Linked DNA regions of Zea mays: region 2 is linked to region 1. A link is a contact called in public Hi-C data. All regions are on one chromosome and are shown on one strand. Each heading gives the region's core, a stretch centred on a gene start, on an enhancer-like site or on the middle of the called end of the contact. The rest is flanking DNA. Distances are from core to core; before and after follow the strand shown.

Evidence for each region. A called contact is a pair of places that touch in the nucleus more often than the background predicts.
Region 2: a Hi-C map of tassel shows a contact between it and region 1, with 4 times the contacts expected there. The contact joins the promoter of LOC100272594 here to the promoter of LOC100191816 in region 1. A contact is called at or near these places in 14 of 25 Hi-C or Micro-C datasets (bundle sheath, ear, endosperm and 6 more) and 2 of 3 datasets of contacts at active chromatin or transcription factors (leaf and seedling).

Annotation. Positions count from the first base shown.
Region 1 is chr4:4,863,028-4,865,727 of Zm-B73-REFERENCE-NAM-5.0, reverse strand. It overlaps LOC100191816 (S-alkyl-thiohydroximate lyase SUR1), which reads right to left and starts at 1,275. Exons shown (of 8, transcript NM_001399081.1): 1 at 1,017-1,275; 2 at 584-891; 3 at 1-319. The coding sequence starts at 1,040. It overlaps LOC103652737, which reads left to right and starts at 2,622. Exons shown (of 2, transcript XM_008679696.2): 1 at 2,622-2,700.
Region 2 is chr4:5,039,528-5,042,233 of Zm-B73-REFERENCE-NAM-5.0, reverse strand. It overlaps LOC100272594, which reads right to left and starts at 1,308. Exons shown (of 24, transcript NM_001319976.1): 1 at 1,110-1,308; 2 at 408-778. The coding sequence starts at 1,231.

The DNA of each region.
Region 1 (2,700 bases), core at 26-2,525:
GACGGCGCCGCACGGGTTGTTGGGGTTGATGACGACGAGGGCGGCCGTGGCGGCGTCGGCCAGCGCGCGCACGCCGGCGAGGTCGGCCTCCCAGCCGCGCCGCGGCAGCAGGTCGTAGAACCGGGGCTCGGCGCCGGCCACCTCGCAGGCGGCCTCGTACGGCGCGAAGCCCGGGCGCGGCAGCAGGACGTTGGCCCCCGGCGCGCCGCCGAGCACCGTGGCGATGGCGGTGATCGCGCCCGTGCCGCCCGCCGTCATGAACACGTCGGCCTCGTGCGTGCGGTGCACCGCGCCGGTCGACAGGTGGGCGGCGACCGCGCTGTTTGTTTGGTCGGTTGGTTCGGCACGGCAGACGGCGCAGCAGCATGCATGCAAGAGAGAGAGAGAGCAACCGTGGCGTGAGGGATGGTATGCATGAGAACGCAAGAAGCCACGTGGCTCGAGCTCGAGGTCCTGGTACGTGCCACGTGGACAGGACCACGTCCGCTGGATACTCGTGCTGTACTTGGCTTTGAAAAAATGGGAATTCGATGCGTGTGGTGTGGTGTGGTGTGAGTGTGATGGCTAGGCGACTGGGACTCACCGGCGGGCGTCGGGGAAGCCGAAGGACGGCGCATAGCAGTCGAAGGCGCCGGACAAGGCGGCGTGGGCGACGGCCTCGGCGGCGAACTCCCCGCCGCGGCGGAAGCATGCGTGGGAGGACGCGTCGCCGACGCCGAGCGAGATGAGGCTCCTCCGGCCGCCGCCCGCCATGGCCAGCAGGTCGCCCACCACGCCCCTGATGGACGCCTTGCGCTCCTCCGCCAGGACCGGGTGGCACCGGACCGCCGCCGCCTTGCCGCCGCCGCCGGGCTTGCGGCGGCTCTTCTCCAGCTCATCGTCCCGCGCTGCCTGCAGCAGGTGAAGCAGATAAACGCGCGGCGGCGGCGGCTTAGCCGTGACGAGCAGTGGTGGCGCATGTGATGATCCCATCCCATTTGCGTGCATGCGTCGCGTGCTGGTGGTGCGTGCCTTACCTGATGATGGGCAGTGGGAGCCATGCATGCATGAGACTATGAGAGAGAGTGAAGGAAGACCGAGCAGAGAGATTTCGGTAGGCTGTCCTGTCCCCAACTCCGAGAGAGAAGCATGTGGGGCGTACTTGTACTGCTTGCCCGGCGACGGTTGTGGTCCAACGAGACGACGAGACATGCGTGACCCGGGAAACTCGTCCGCTTGTTCGCTAGCGTCGATCGTCAGGACGTGCGGCCAGGGCGCCAGGCCATGGGATGAGAGAGAGAGAGAGAGAGAGAGAGAGAGAGCCGTGCAAGCTGCCAAGCAAGGGGCACGTACATGTCGTGTCAGCAGATAGAGCTCACAAAGCTTGCGGGACTACGCCAGCTAACCTAGCGAGCGAGAGTCCTGCAGCTCCAGTTGTCTGATTGTGACCACACATTCTATTCATTCTAGCCCTTGTCTTGCATCCACACAACGAGAGATGGAGAGTCGTTACATTTGGAACAATTCACACCGCGCGCGTACTTGTTCGGCTTTGTCATCTTGGATCTAAACTTGTTCCGCTTTGGTCCTGCTGAGGAATTCACAACGCTTTGTTCGACGCAAACTCGGTCTCGGCGGCGTGCTCGATTCAGGCATTCAGGCACGAGGAAGAAGACGGGGCTGCCAACAGGGGCCCACCCGTCGGCGGCCAAATACGAGTGATCGCGCGCGCGAACCCGAAGTCCCGAAGTGATGGGCGACTCCTAGCATTACGCTTACGCCTTCACTCCTTCAGCTGGTTGGTTGGTTTCGGGTGGATCCAGTAAACGAGCGCGGACTGGACTGTGGCCGGCTCGGCCCGTTCGCGTGGCGGCGAGGGCAGCCGGGGGCCGTGTAAACGGATGTTAGCCCACGAACAAAATACAAAAAAAATAGAAATCTTTTGTATTTCCAGAAGAAGAAAAAAAAGAGAATTCAAATCCAATTTTAAAATCCCAATTTCAAATCTGAATCCACACAGAATAAATATAGTGCTCCGGCTTCCAGTACACAAACATGATATTTTTTTTTTACATTTGCCCATGCATGTATTTATTTTTTTGGAAATAACTTAAGTTCCTAATACATATTAAAAGCACTTTAATTCAAATAAATCTTTCGGGAAATTCTATTTAGATTCCGAAAAAAATAGAAATCTGGGTGTTACAACAATAGGGCATCCCGGAGAGGTTTCAAACCAAAAGGTTGAGTACTTACCGAACGTACGTGTCCGACATGGCATTGTACATGACATGATACAAGGAAGTCGGATAGGCCTACAAATTAAGTGTACATTCGAGTGGCGGTACACTTGCCGGACGTATCCAGTGAGACACCAGACAAAAGCACCAGTTAAATATTATAGTAATGACTAGTTTTTGGCAACCATTCATTATCACCACAATTACAGACATTAATTGTTAAAGATATATTTGGCAACCAAGCATTAATCGCTAAGAATTACGCCAGAAACCGAGCAAGAGAATAAATAGTGGCGAAATCTATATACTAGCAGCGCCAGACTGCCAGTAGTGCAGACAATAAACTGCATCTATATGCTGCCATATATATGCATCCTTCGTCTTCGTGTGTGTATATATATAGAGCAGCATACAACAACGAACCATAGCAGAAGACCATCCATCCCCTCTGATCTTACCGCTTCCATCGATTTCCACAGAT
Region 2 (2,706 bases), core at 59-2,558, 180 kb before region 1:
ATTGGTTAGAATCAAATAAAACATAAAGGGAAACAATAAGGGGGTGCTTGAATGCACTAGAGATAATAGTTAGTGGCTAAAATTAGCTAGAGACATCCAAACACCCTACCTAATAGTTCAACTATTAGCTATTTTTAGTAAACTAGCTACTAGTTAGCTAACTATTTGTTAGCTAGCTAATTCTACTAGTATATTTTTAGCTTACTAACTATTAGCTCTAGTGCATTCAAACACCCCCTAAGACTGACGAAAACCACGTACAAATAAAGCTTTGTAACAGAATGCTTCATCACCTTAACAAAAGAAACCATCCCAAAAATTTGGAGAGAGAGAAAACAATAGCACATGCCATAGTAACTACTACTCCTACAAGCAGCTCAATAACCAGACCACTTTAATCCTCTAACCTTGGATCCCAGAATCAAGGAGAGTTGCAAACATTGTAGAAGGCGTTTCTCCTTCATGTGGCACATACATATCGTCCTCCAGTTTGACTGGCTTCAGCGTCTGCCTCACTGCTTGCCTGCCCGAACTGTAAGCTGCGCCTGATGCAGAACCGCCATCGAGAGATGTCCTTTTCGGCGAACCGAACAGTCTCAATCCATCCAAGCTTTCTACGTTGGAATAATCGGCAGCTTCCTGCTTTATGTCTTCAAGGAGTAAACCGGCATTAGGCTGTCTTGGGATGCTTTCTCCATCATATAACAGCCTTGGTCCAGAGGTCTTGGAGAGTGATCTTCCCAGCAGAGGAGAGACATTTGAAGAAGACAACCTCTTCCTGTAAATTGCAAAGCGAAACACATAATTAGCAACAGCAGTGACTAAGGTGACAGGACACTAGTGCAGCATATGCCTGGGGTATCGATGAACTGACACATCTTATAACCAATGAACCCATGGAGGCTCGAATTGGCACGCGCAAACCCAGAGCACATCTGGACGAGGCCAGAGACCATCGCAAATCAACCAATCCCCAAAACCCCACTCCCTCCCACCCACAACACATTTGAACCTCAACCATCCCGAATCAAAACTACACCGCCACACCCGCATCACCTACTCAGCAGCGCAGCATTTGGGAACGCAAATGGAGGAAGAGAACACCCGACCTGTAGCGGCGGTACTCCTCCCGACGGCCGGACGACTCCGGGTCGAAGTAGCTCGGCATCGCCGCCAGCGGCGGAGGCGGCGGCCTGGGCGAGCGCGACGACGGCGAGGGGTCCACCTCCATGGACGCAGTTGCTGCGCGGGCCGGGAGGGTTCAGCTAGGGTTTTGGTCCCTCGCTCGCTGGAGTCTGTGACTGACTGACTGCACGCCGAGATAGAGATGGCAACCCCACCGCCACCGGCTATATCGCATATCATACACACACCAAAAAAAATAGTCTCTCGTCTGTCACTCCTGAGCGTACCTATATCATATAGATATAGATCATTCGTACTCACAAAGATTAAGAGTGTGTTTGGTTTGACTTTTGGTTTTGACTTTTATCCCCTAAAAGTCAAAAGCTAAATCAAAGGACTGGATCAAGAAAGCAGCTTTTTTCAAAAAACTGACTTTCTCGCAGTGCAAAATTGAAAGCACCACTAGACCTGTTTTTAGTGACTTTTAGATGGAACTGTGAAAATGTATATCGAATAACTTTTAACGATTTTTATTAGTTTCGACCAAACGGTTTTTAGCTTTTTAACAGCTAACAACCCACAGCAGCTTTTCCCATAGCTCACAGCCCACAGCAGTTTTTTTCACAGCCACAGCCCAACCAAACATACCCTAAACATTTTACGGTTCTACATTATACAAATTTCTAATATATCCATCTAAATACAAAATTTCTAGCATCATTCGATCATCTATTTAAGAACACCATGAATAATTGAATAAAATAGCAACACTGGAACAGTATAATGTAACAGATTACATGTTTAATTGCATGGTTATCGTATAGATGTTAAGCCTACTATGACATTATCGCAAAAGGTTGTTAAACAGTTAAAAGATATAGATGACTTAATCACAAGTTCATGTTTTTAGACTAAGTTTATACCGGATATTTTATACCCACAGGTTTAACGGAAATGAAAAAGGTAGCACGTCTTAACGCACATTTACTCATTAGGCGAATGTTTTTGCCTAATAAAATAATTTAACCCATATACCTACTTAACAGAGTAAATAGTCATCGAATATCATTTTGGGCTTCGCTTGCTTCGTGGGCCTAATTGCTGGAAGACCTTTTTCTTTTATTTTAGATTGGAGAAGAGATTTATACAAGCAGTCTGCAAATTCAGCAGCTAATAATGCTTATCACCAAGAGCAGGGGAAGGTGGTGAACAACTGACAGACAGACGGCAGCACGCGCCACACAACCCGTGAGGCCCTGAAACCAACGTGCAATGGCTATCTCTATCTCACATTCCGCAACGGGCCCGTCAGGCCAGGGCCGTCGCTACTTGCTAGCAGCAGCGCCCAAGGCACGCCAGACAACCAGGACATGCTGGCTGTGCCGATGCAGGTTGCAGGGGTGGGCTCAGCTCAGGCGTTCAGGATTCAGATTCAGACGGCGCCTTGAATGGCAAGCCAGCAGAGACAGACAGACAGTGACGTACTACCATGGCATCGACGATCAGGCATGCTGTATCAGTATCATCATCAGTGAGCGCAGGCTGTTTATTAAGCAATCAACGGCGCTCATTAGCCTGACT